Linked DNA regions of Canis lupus: region 2 is linked to region 1. The links are chromatin contacts, called in public Hi-C maps. All regions are on one chromosome and are shown on one strand. The core of a region is the stretch at or near the end of the contact, and the rest is flanking DNA. Distances in the headings are between cores, read along the strand shown. Region 1 holds the start of SOX4 (transcription factor SOX-4). Region 2 has its middle 120 kb from the start of PRL.

The links. A called contact is a pair of places that touch in the nucleus more often than the background predicts.
Region 2: a Hi-C map of skin fibroblasts shows a contact between it and region 1, with 5 times the contacts expected there. The contact joins the enhancer-like site here to the promoter of SOX4 in region 1. A contact is called at or near these places in 2 of 9 Hi-C or Micro-C datasets (amygdala and skin fibroblasts).

What each region holds. Positions count from the first base shown.
Region 1 is chr35:21,491,893-21,498,356 of UU_Cfam_GSD_1.0, forward strand. SOX4 (transcription factor SOX-4) reads left to right here and starts at 2,895. Exons shown (of 1, transcript XM_038584267.1): 1 at 2,895-5,468. The coding sequence starts at 3,799. The coding sequence ends at 5,250.
Region 2 is chr35:21,957,442-21,963,905 of UU_Cfam_GSD_1.0, forward strand. No RefSeq gene overlaps it. Among named protein-coding and RNA genes, the nearest start is that of PRL, 120 kb to the right of the region's middle. Within about 2 kb of position 3,945, at least 9 of the 20 cell types and tissues checked have an H3K27ac peak or open chromatin away from gene starts, as enhancers often do.

The DNA of each region.
Region 1 (6,464 bases), core at 1,645-4,144:
GATGGTGTATCTTTTTTTTTTTTTTTTAAGATTTTATTTATTTATTTATTCATGAGAAACACAGAAGGACAGAGAGAGGCAGAGACACAGGCAGAGAGAGAAGCAGGCTCCATGCAGGGAGCCTGACGTGGGACTTGATCCCGAGTCTCCAGGATCAGGCCCTGGACTGAAGGCGGCGCTAAACTGCTGAGCCACTGGGGCTGCCCATGATGGTGTATCTTAAAATCCACTGGATTTGTTAAAATCCAAAAACACATCTTGTAATATGTAATAGATCAGTGGCTTTTTTATTTTTATTTATTATTATTATTTTTTTTTAGTATCTACTTTGGAAAAAAACCTATGTGCAGGGTGCCTGGCTGGTTCAGTCAGTGGACCCTGAGACACTTGACCTTGGGGTTGTGAGTTTGGGCCCCACATTGAGTATAAAGATAACTTAAGAATAAAAATCTTAAAAATAAATAAATAACCTGTGTGCTTTAAAGATAAACAAAATTACTAGGGCTACTTTGATTAAATCCCACTTTTCCCCATCATTTTCAGCGGTGAAAGCAGGACTGGTTCTAGAAATGTCATCAATTATGTTGATAGTCACCCTGACCGAATTTTCACAAACTAGCTACATTCTCAAATCATGAGTTGGTACAAATCTCAAAATATAGTATTTATTCTTTTTTTTTAATTCGAGTGAAGATACTGATTTTATAAATAATAGGCCTCTTTGAGTAATTTTTGATGTCAGAGTATAACATTTAGGGTTGTTCAGGTGTTTTGGTGTGCATACCAAAGAAAATAAAACACATGATGACACACCCAACTTTGTTACATGCAAAAAAAAAAGATGCCTGTAGGTTTTTGTTTGTTTCAGATTTGTTCCCCCTTCTAAAAGAAAAAGTATATAACTTGGGTAGCTAATGGTCAAAGATTACTTGCTTTTACTCACAACATTCTTGCTTGTGATTGATCCTTACAGATCCAGTCAGATGTCTCCAAAGAGTGTTCTTTCCAGTAAAATTCTAAATCTGACAACCTGGGCCTCTGGCCAGCCTACATACTTTAAAAGTTTGACAAGATAAATAGAAATCTGCTGCCTAGCACTAGTTTGATCTGAATCAAAAGCTTACTTAATTATGTTGGGTTGGCCCTACCTAACCACCACCTATCCCTGGCCTATAGAAAAACAGTTTATTATTACGGCATTAAAAAAGACGAATTTTTACCAAAACTCTAATTTTCACACTTTGGAATGGAGGTAATTTTTGTGGCCAAATAAACATGTATCTGATTACCTATGTACCTGTTCTCTGCCAGAATCTCCACAACACTCTTGACAAAGTTCCTTTCGTTTAAAATCATTAAGACCACAGGATTGCCACTGTCGTCCTTGGACAGTTCACATCATGTGATTCGTGATTACTTTTGAAATGGCTCAGTCAGTAGAGCGAGCTACTCTTGATCTCAGGGTCCTGAGTTCAAGCCCCACCACAGTGGGCATGGAGCCTATTGAAAAAAAAGAAAAAAAAATTCAGTGACCATCCCCAACTTTGATCTCTTGGACGACAACATGCTGCTACTACTAGAAGGAGTGTCTCTGGCATTTGAATTACCAACAGAGGGATAAGAGCATTCACTGAGGGCTTATTATGCATCAAACTCCTGGAACCCTCAAGACAACCCTATATAAGGTAGCTCCTAGTGTTCCCATATCACAGATGAGGAAAACTGAGACTTAACCATCTCTACAGAGTACAAAAACAGTAGGAGGGACTGACATCCAGGTCTAATATAAATCCAAGGGCTCCAGTGTCTTCTGCTACCAGTTACACCATGTCCTTTCCCTTAGCTCAATTTGATTCAAGTAACATATAAGTAACATCGGAGGAATACATAGGAGAAAATATACGGAAAATAAAGGGAAAGTAAGAAGGGTTGAGGGGTGGGGAGAAAGTGCAGCACTTTAATTTTGACAAATACGGGAAACGAGTATTTGGAAAGTAGAAAAACGATCCCGATCCTTTACTCGTGGACATTACCGTCCTATACAAAAACCCTGTGGAAATTCTCCCCTTGAGTTAAGTATGGAATACTGCATAATGTGTTCCAACGGAAAGCTCCCCTGTTTGGGCTACCCAGGATTTATAGGGGAGTTTAAATCATTAAGTAACCATAGTTAACCCCTGCTTGGTTAAGAGAGCAAGCAATTACTGCAAAAAATTCCTCTTCTCTGCCTTCCACAAACAGCACACACACAAAAAAATTGCTCTGAAGGGATCTACACAATACATCAACATCTGTGCTGTACCTAGAGCTGTTAAAATAATTGTGATGACAGGTGTCTAGGTACCACTTTCTTAATGGTTTTCAATATCCATTGATTTATTGTTGTGGCTTTCCTTCCCCCCTTTTACATCCTTGGCTTTATGAAGGATCCGAGGAACAGATTTTGCACTAGAGGCTGATTCTTTATTCCAGTACTGAAAAGAACTAATAAAAATAATCACTTGGCTTTTAAGCAGAAAGCTTCCATTTACAGTATTTCACCCTTACCCCCCTCCCCACTTCCAAGCCCCTTGTTATCTAACATAATGGTTAGAATACATTTCCGTCTCTCCCCTTAATAATTTCATGCATTAACATCCTCTTTACACACCGCACACACACACACGCACACACACGCACGCACACACACACACACAGAGCAAAAGGAAAAAAAGGCAGCAGAAATCTCAGCTGTACTTCTAGCCCTTTTAAAAAGTTTGCTCTCTAAATTGGAATGAGGTCAGATTTGGAGCTTCTCATTGCACGCGGAGATTATTATTGCATCGGGTTCCAAGCCAATGGGAAGGCCGGGGGCGGGGCTTGGCACGAGGAAGCGTTAGTTACAGCGGCTGATTGGCCGTGGCCAAGACTGTGAAAGGATAAAGAGGCGCGAGGCGGAATTGGGGTCTGCTCTAAGCTGCAGCAAGAGAAACTGTGTGAGGGGAAGAGGCCTGCTTCGCTCCCGGGTCTCTAGTTCTTGCACGCTCTTTAAGAGTCTGCATTAGAGGAACTCTGCCATCACCAGCTCCCTTCTTGCAGAAGGGAGGGGGGAACATACATTTATTCATGCCAGTCTGTTGCACGAAGGCTTTTTGGCTTCCTACCTTGCAACAAAATAATTGCACAAACTCCTTAGCGCCGATTCCGCCCACAGAGAGTCCTGGAGCCAGAGTCTTTTTTGATTTGCATTGTAGGGAAGGGACTAAGTGATAGAGACTATGTCGCTTTCCTGAGCTCCCGAGAGCGCTCGTGAACTGGAACCAACTGCTTCAGGGGAAGAGAGAGAGAGAGAGAGAGAAAGAGAGAGAGAGAGAGAGAGGGAAAAAAAAAAAAAAAAAAAGACTTGCCTGGGAGGCGGCGAGAAACTTGCATTGGAAGCTTCGGCAGCCAGCGTTCAAGAAACTCCTCCACTTAGCACGGTCTCCAGACTCGGAGCCGAGGGACGGCGCAAACTGCGGCGCGGTGAGAGCGAGAGAGCGAGAGCGAGAGCGAGCAGCAGAGGGAGGGAGAGCAGAGCCTCTCCAGCCTGGGAACTATAACTCCTCTGCAGGAGGCAGCGCGCTCCTTCCCCGCATCTCCTGGGGACACTTCTCCCCGCGCCCGGCGCCGGCCCGGCCAGGAGCGGAGGGGCCCGCACGGCCGCCGCGCGCGTCCTCCCGCTCGGCGTGTGCTGCGCCCGGGGAGCCGGGAGGGCCCGGCGATCGCGCCGCGGCCGCCGCGAGGGTGTGAGCGCGCGTGGGCGCCCGCCGAGCCGGGGCCATGGTGCAGCAAACCAACAACGCCGAGAACACGGAAGCGCTGCTGGCCGGCGAGAGCTCGGACTCGGGCGCCGGCCTGGAGCTGGGCATCGCGTCCTCCCCCACGCCCGGCTCCACCGCCTCCACGGGCGGCAAGGCCGACGACCCGAGCTGGTGCAAGACGCCGAGCGGCCACATCAAGCGGCCCATGAACGCCTTCATGGTGTGGTCGCAGATCGAGCGGCGCAAGATCATGGAGCAGTCGCCCGACATGCACAACGCCGAGATCTCCAAGCGGCTGGGCAAGCGCTGGAAGCTGCTCAAGGACAGCGACAAGATCCCGTTCATCCGGGAGGCGGAGCGGCTGCGCCTCAAGCACATGGCTGACTACCCCGACTACAAGTACCGGCCGAGGAAGAAGGTGAAGTCCGGCAACGCCAACGCGGGCGCGGGCGCGGCGGCCGCCGCCGCCTCCAAGCCCGGGGAGAAGGGCGACAAGGTCGGGGGCGGCGGCGGCGGCGGCAGCGGCGGCGGCGGCGGCGCGGGGGGAGGAGGCGGCGGCGCGAGCGGCGGCGGCGCCAACTCCAAACCCGCGCAGAAAAAGAGCTGCGGCTCCAAGGCGGCGGGCGGCGCGGGCGGCGGGGGCGGCAAGCCGCACGCCAAGCTCGTCCTGGCGGGCGGGAAGGCGGCGGCCGCGGGCGCCGCGGCGTCCTCGTCGTTCGCGGCCGAGCAGCAGGCGGGGGCCGCGGCCCTGCTGCCCCTGGGCGCCGCCGCCGCCGACCACCACTCGCTGTACAAGGCGCGGACTCCCAGCGCGGCGGCCGCGGCCTCGGCCTCCACCTCCGCCGCCGCCGCCGCCGCCCCGGCCGGCCTCGCGGCGCCCGGCAAGCACCTGGCCGACAAGAAGGTGAAGCGCGTGTACCTGTTCGGCGGCCTGGGCGCCGCGTCCCCGTCGCCCGTGGGCGGCGTGGGCGCGGGCGCGGGCGCGGGAGCGGGCGCGGGCGCCGACCCCAGCGACCCCCTGGGCCTGTACGAGGAGGGGGCCGCGGGCTGCTCGCCCGACGCGCCGAGCCTGAGCGGCCGCAGCAGCGCCGCCTCCTCGCCCGCCGCCGGCCGCTCGCCCGCCGACCACCGCAGCTACGCCAGCCTGCGCGCCGCCTCGCCCGCCCCGTCCAGCGCGCCCTCGCACGCGTCCTCGTCCCACTCGTCCTCGTCCTCGTCCTCGGGCTCCTCGTCCTCCGACGACGAGTTCGAAGACGACCTGCTCGACCTGAACCCCAGCTCGAACTTTGAGAGCATGTCCCTGGGCAGTTTCAGCTCGTCGTCGGCGCTGGACCGGGACCTGGACTTTAACTTCGAGCCCGGCTCCGGCTCGCACTTCGAGTTCCCGGACTACTGCACGCCCGAGGTGAGCGAGATGATCTCGGGAGACTGGCTCGAGTCCAGCATCTCCAACCTGGTCTTCACCTACTGACGGGCGCGCGCGCGCGGGCCGGGGGCCGGGGGCCGCGGGCCGGGGGGCGGGGGGCGGGCGAGGAGGAGGAAGGAGGAGAAAAATTAAGAAGAGCGCGAGAGAAGTGGACACAGGACGAGTTGGAAGAGAAAAAGGGAACGGGAAAAAATTAAAAAGGAAAAGGAAAAAAAAAAAAAAAGAGAGAGAGAGAAAAGTGAGCAGGGCCGGCGCGGCCGCCCGAGAGCGGAGCGCGGCGGCGTTTCGGGGACCCGCGCTCCCATCCCCCACCCGCCCGGCCGCCGGGGCGCGGGGGGAGGGGGGCGACCTTTTATTGTTGTTCGTGATGTCGTTGTTGATGGCAAAAAAGCTACTCGGAGTTTCCTCCCCTTGGCCCGAAGAGACCCCCCCCCCCGCCCCCCCGACTCCCCACTTCCAGCGACCTTCCGGACTTGTCTGCTGCACCCCCAGCAAGAAGCCGACTCGGTCGTCCTTTTTTTTTCTAGAGACTGAAGGAATCTCGCCCCTTTCTCATCGCCCCCAGTCCCCCACCCCCCACTTTGCTGTTTTTTTATTTTATCTCATTTCTTGGCCAAGAGAGGAGGGAAAAAAAAAAAAAAGAAAAGAAAAGAAAAGAGCCCCAGCGCGCCCCCGCCTGCCCCCCCCCCTCCCCGTGAAGAAGACCCGAGGCTCCGGGCGTGGAGTTGGACCCGCGGCGGATACGGGGCGGGGGGGGGGGGGGTCCGCGCGGGCCGGAGCGCCGGGCCCGAGACTCCACGCTGGCGGGTTCCCGTTTTGGTTTTTTTTTTTTTTTTTTCTTTTTTTGCTCCTGTTTCCCTTTCTTTTTTTTTCTCCCCCCCTCTTTCTTTCCTCCTTCCTTTTTTGATTTTTCCTTGCCCCCGCCCGCAGCCGGAGGAGGAGGAGGAGGAGGAGGAGGAGGAGATGCGGGGCGCCCGGAGAGCCCCCGGCGGGGAGCCCGGCGAGGGGCGCGCGCGGGCGGGGCGGGGCGCAGGGGGCAGGGCGGGGGGCGGCGGAGGAACTGGGACGGATTTGCACGTTCTGGGGCAGGTGGCGCGTCCCGCCGGCCCCCGCCCCGCCCCGCCCCGGCCCGGCCCGGCCCGCCCCGCGCGTCCCCGACATCCGAGCGGTGGGACGCGGCCCGCGGGGGCGCAGAAGCGCGGACTGGGCTGTGGCCGCGGCGCCCGGGGGCGGGTCGGGCCGGGTCGGGCCGGGCCGGG
Region 2 (6,464 bases), core at 2,695-5,194, 470 kb after region 1:
TTTTTTTTTTTTTTTCTGATTCAATGGATGGTGTATTCCAATGCTCAGGAATAGATTAATCTGTATAAATAGTGTACAGTCAGGGATGCCGGGGTGGCTCCGCAGTTGAGCATCTGCCTTTGGCTCAGGGTGTGATCCCGGGTCTGGAGATCGAGTCCCACATTGGGCTCCCTGCAAGGAGCCTGCTTCTCCCTCTTTCTGTATCTCTGCCTGCCTCTCTCCCTCCTCTCTCTCTCTCTCTCTCTCTCTCCCTTCATGAATAAATAAATAAAATCTTTAAAAAATAGTTTACAGTCAGATAACAGGGCATCTTTACTGGTACCTATGAATGTGATCAAGTAAGTACTGTCCTCAGTTTTGGGGACAGGGTGGTCCAGACCCTCTAGACAGGGGTTCTGGACATCACAAATGTGATGGTTTAACAGGATTCATAGGGTAGCAGGCCACCAAATGGTCTGGAATGCAAAGAGGAAGACCAGAAAGAAGATTGCTGAGGGTGATGGCATGAGTGCTGAGCTTAGACTCTGGAAATGGGGAACAGATGGAAATCTTAAATTCAAGGGGTGTTTGTAAGGAAAGAATCCACAGGATTTGGCAGTTCTTAGAAGATGATGGCAAGGAAAGAGTGTAAAAGTGGCTGCTTGCTGTCTTCCTTGGTAACTTAGGAATGTCCAAATCGAAAGGAGGCTGTCTTCAAAGGGAAAAGGATGTGTGTAGTTACTAGACTGAACCGATGACGGGAAGGCCATGCCCATTTGGCTCACCCCTGGATTCTCGGGGTTTAGAACAGTCCCTGGCACCCTCACACAATGGGAGGCTGGTAAGTGCAGCTCTAATGAATGCAGGGCCTCTCTCCCTGATATCTACACCTCGAATAAGCCATGGTCTAGGCCATCTTGCCGCCTGTTTAACAATTCTCTTGTTCTAGTAAGCTGGCATGATCAGTCTTTCTAAAAAGACCTCCTTCTGACATCATGGGCACGATGTCCTAAAAAGGCAACTTAATTCCTAAGTAAGGGAATCAAGACCCTGAGGCCATCTCCTTCCTCTCTGCCTTATTGTAACTATTAAAACATACCTGGCAAAGCTGCACCTCTGCAGAGAGGTGCTCCAGAAAGCAATTGTTTGCTCTCACCCTGCTGAGAAGTGGCAATATCCGTGTGGCTTAAGGGCTCTAGCTGCAGCCATGAACAGCATTAGAAAAATATCACCACCATTTGCCAGCATGAGATGCCAAACTGCAAATAAGAAGCATGTCAATTCAATGAAGCAGAAACATTTCACTTGTTTTTAATGATTACTTGTGGGAGAACTTTATTGTTGTGTGTTTGTGTGCCTTTAAATAAGAAGCTGCAATTTTTGAAAATGATGAACACCACCGTCTCGTTTCCTCTCCCTACAAAGGGACAGGCTTCTCCCACTTGGGTGACTATCGCCCGCGCCACTCGCCGAAGAAAGGGAGCGGTCTTGGCAAGCATCTTATTAAGTCTAAAAATAAATTATTCAGAATGCAGGTTCAGATACAGATTGCAGGGAGAGATAATAGAATTGGTTTTCCAAGCCTGATCATGCTATGAAGACATGGTGTGTGCTTTTCAGGAATCCACTTAAGTGGAATCAGCTTTGACTAATACAAACTAGAAATAATATTGCTGCCATCCAGCTAGTGTGTGAGGTACAGCACCCTCCCAATGTCTTCAAGTATCTGTAGTCTCTTCGGTCTCCGCAAGTGTGCATATGTGAAAGTATATATGTATGCAAAAGCATTTCTTCGGAGATGCATTCTTCCCATTGTTCTTGCAAGCAAATTTCTTCGTGGCAGCGTGAGAGGGGCCGGTCTCACTTGAGATTTGTCTCCCTCCTGCACACCCCCCCGCCTCGGTAAAGTAGTTGACCACATCAGCAGCCGACTGTAGTTGTCATGTGGCTTCTCATGTGATGCTGGGGCTGCAGCACTTTGAGCAAGAGCCTTTGTGACTCGGCACTCATGGACAGTAGCATTCAGGGACAGGAGAGATTTTGGAGGGGGCGGGGCGGCCAATAAACCGAGAAACGTCAGAAATAAAAGTCGCACGAAGTACCCTGATCTATGTATTCCTTTTTATTTTTTATTTTTTGAAATTTGATTTTAACTCTTGCTTTTTTTTTTTTATATGGTTTGTGTCTGTTTTTTTTTTTCTACCCCCGCAAGCGCTGAGCTGCGCTGTTTTGTGTTTCTCTTTTTTTTTTCTTTTTCTTTTTCTTTTTTCTTTTTCTTTTTTTTTTTTTTTTTTAAATTCTGAAGCCAGACCGTCTTTCCTCACAGCTCCAGGGCTGCATCGCTGTGGGCACAGCAAGCTTCCCCGGTTACCTGAGCTGCTCCTGCGGCGTCCCCCGCCTGGGCTTGGCCGAAGCGGGAGCGGCGGTCGGCGCCGTGCAGAAGAAGCACCTGCTCTGGAGCTCTGACCGGGGCCCCTCGCAGCTGGAAGAGAGGGTGAAGCTGCAGAAGACCCAGGGTGGGACGGATAGAGAGGACGCCAAGGACCGGGGCCGGGGAGTTAGGAATACATCCTGTGCCCGGCGGTCCTCTGCAGGGCAAGGGCAGCAACAGCCCCTGCCGTAGGCACCCAGCTCGGGCTGCTCCCAGGGATGAGTCTGGGGGGGGAGAGAGAACCAAGCCAAGATGTGGTGGCATTTTACCTGAGTGGAGCTGAAGATGGATGAACCAGGTATCTGCTGTGTCTGCCTGGCGAGGCAGACTTGGAGAGAGGCAGAGTGAGGGGAGCGCATGAAAAGCAAGAGGAGGTGCCGAATGCCGCTTGATTGTCTGCCGCTTGGTCTGCATTCCCATTCTAGGGAGGATGGCATAATTTATAACCCAGTACATGGATGGAGGAACTGTAAATTGTAGTCTGGATGTCCCCGGGGCTGTCAAGGAAGAAACTGATGGGCTAGGTGACTGTACCATGTCCCCAGAGAAAAGAGCAGCCTTGCAGCATGGATTTAAATGCATGTGCGTGCATGTAGAGACATGAAAAGAAAGATTTCTGACCATTTTACACAGGAAGTCTGTCACTTTGCTGGATCGGGCTTGATTGCAGCTTGTATTTTCAGCTTCAGCTCAACACCCATTTCCTGACTAGCTAGAGAGCATGGCCAAAGCAGCTGCATGCAGAATTTTCTTGTTAATGTGAAAGCAAGACCCCTCAGCTTTAACTCCTTGAAGTTCTGAGTGCTCTGTGCTTTGCTAGGACTGATTGTGGAGTTTTGTTTTCTTCTTCTTCTACAAATCCCTGTAAACACAGCTGTATTCAGTATGGTGAAGAATTCTATCCTGTAAATAGAAATCTGATCAATTTAATCAAAATAAATGTATCCCAGATGACTTTGAGACCAGCTGGCTACCACAGGCTTCAGATGCTAAGTGTTCAATAGAGACGAATGCAGTGTTATATTTACGTGTTGCAGAATTCCAGTTTAGCTTTTAACTTAAAATCCTCGTGTAAGGAAGAGAAGTGGTCGTGCCAGCTCTGAGCTAGGAATGGGTGTAGGCACAGGTGCAGGATGCTGTTCCTGAGGCTTGGGGGGGCGGTGGCGTGGTGTTGCATTTGGGAGGGCGGGCGCGTGACCTGCGGCAAAGCGTGGCCAGAGTCAGCACAGGGAAAGCGCGCATCTAACTTACTGTGTAGGGAGGCGGGTGCCCTCGGAACAGCCTCTGCTGAGGTTGGGGGAGGCGCTGGAGGCTGGTTTTGGACTCAGATGAGTGAGCTATGGTGATCCAACCCCAGCTCCGTGGAGTCAGCTCAGACCTGGGGAGGAGGAGCTTCTGACAACTGTTGTCATGGGGAAGCTCTTCTGAGACGCCTGTCTGGCCCTTCCACTGTTTGTTACTATTTCTACAAAGGCAGCTCTGTGTGTTGGATTATGTTTGGCCAGCTGTTGATGCATTCCTGCGGGCGGGGGTGGGTAGGGATCTCATTACTGTACTTCCAAACTGTAGATCTGAGTGCATGGAGCGTGGGGAGGCAATGGAAAGAAAGCAGGCTGGGGGATCTGATCGCTCTTACCGCTTTCTCGAGATAGTCCACGAGTGAATCCAGAACAGCTTACCGTGGAGAGAAGGGGAGAGGGAATAACGGGGCAGAAGGAGGCAGCGGGGAGGAGGAGGGTGTCCAATGAGACTGAGCAAGCACATAAGAGAGAACAGACTTAGAACTTCAAAGCTGCATAGACAAGCAGAATGTCAGCAGCTTGTAATTAGCGGCTCATGGTTGCGTCAGTGACTGGATCTCTCCAAGAATAACTATGTGATGTGTGCCACAAAGTGAAGAAGATAGTCATAACTAAGTTATCAAACCCGGTTCAAACAAGGGCAAATGGATTAAGGAATTGTCTCTGTTTGTAAATCAAATACTGATGGATTCTGCGTTTAAGACTTGGTGAATTCTGCATAATTGAAGGCTGAATTCTCAATTTGTCAGGGGGTGTATGCTCCTGAAATGAGATTACGAACCCTGAAAAAAGTCAGAAGGACCGTGCAAACAGAGCACAGGCGTGGGGCCCGTAGGTTCGGAGCAGTTGCCCCAAACAGGGCTGTGGGTCCTACTCCTGCACCCTGCGCCTACTTTTGGTTTGCTCATTTTTGTGCAATTGAATGGAGAGGAGTCAAAAGTTGCATTCCACGACGTGTGGTCAGTTACCTTCCCAAATTCCCACTGGAGGACTCACAGTCGGCTGTGGGGTTCTGATTTGGGTTGCTAGCCCCGGTTTCAGCCTGGTGGGAGCCTTGGCTGTCTTGCAGGCAAACAGCCGTCTCTTAGTAAGCCCCGTGGGAAGTCAGGGCACCACGGTGGCTGAAAGGACTTGAAGGCCACGTTCACTTCCCTTACCCCCTCCCACCCCCCTCCTACTCCCTCTCCCGCGCCTGGAGATTTGGGGTGGAGTAGGAGCCCCCACAAAGACATGGTGGGAAGAGCTGATTGGTCGGCGGGCTGGGGATGTTTACTCTTGTTTTCTTCGGTGCTTCTCCACAGCATTCATTTAGTATTTGTATTTGTGTTCACGCCACACAATTACTCCTGACCTGCTTTGTTTCTCTGCCCGGAGAGAAGTCAATTTTAGTTCAGCTCTGTGCATTTGGCTTCCTGGGTAATGTGCGCATTTGTATTGCGTTACCCGCATATGCATTTCCCTTTTTAATATGAATTAGGGAAAATTGTAGGCAGGGAAAGCTGTGTATATTAAATCAATAGCTTTTTGAATCACATGTAATATAATTTAAATATACTTACTTTGGGGTTGCCAACGCTGACATTGTCTGAGCCCTTTTAATTTACATCTTCCATTTAGTCAAGAAGCGGAACCCGCCAGATCAGAATAGTGTATTCTGTGCACCCAACAGGGTGGAAGACATTATTTTGTTTGTGTTAGTTCCAACAGCTGGTCATTAATGCGGTCCCCATTTCTAGAGTGAAGTGCTAGTGAACATGAATGCCTGCCTGATTAATGCTGTCCCTCTGAGGGTCCTTCACCCAGCAGCCACGCTCACAGCAGAATAATGTAGCATGATGTGATTGCACTCTAACAGGGTAGTATGTCATTGTGTCACCAAGCAATTGAGGTTATTACGGGGCAGGGCAGACAGACGGGACAGTGGGGTTACTAGACCGTAGCATTTTTAGAAATACAGGCCTGACCTACTTAGAGTTATTCTCTCTGGCTGGCAGCTGCATGGTACATAAAGTCTCCTGATAGGCTGAGGCTGTTGCTAGGGGGAATTAGCATGATTTTTTTTTTTTCCACACACAGACTCAGTGACTGAATGATAAAAGCTGACTGGAATTAAAGAGATTTGGTTCAGTATTATACAGATTTATCTGCCTCGTTTTTCTTTCTCAAGTGCAGAGAAAGGGTGCAAAATACAGATTTTTGTTTCCATTTGTTCTTTGACCTTCACGTTCTCCCCTCCAAGAGGCAGGAGGGGAGGAGAGAACAGGGCAGTTATGAAATTTGGTTAATCTCTTATTGGTGGGGTCATTGAAACGATGTTACAAATTGCAAGATATTTAAGCTTAAAGTCTGCTGAGAATGACCAACAGAAGGTTGGATTATTTTTTCTCTTCTGTGTACTAAGCTGTTTTGAAGTTGGGCATGCATCTTTCATGCACTGTATATTTAAACTCTTTCCCTTTTGGGCTGGAACAAAACATTTATATAAATTCTTTTCTATCCAAACAGATTGAAGCTTGCAATCTCTGGCTTGTTTAAAATAAGATAGTAAGGATTCCAGATTTAGATGGGGGGGGGGATATATATATCTATATACATGTATGCCCTTTTTTTATTACAATTTTTTTTTTCTGGGCTATTTTGGGTTTGGCTCATTTTTCAAAAGCCGGCCTGATGTTTATGCTCTTGGATAAAACTTAACTGCTCCCACCCCACCCCCTCGGCTTCACAACATACAGAAAGACCTAGGTTTTTTC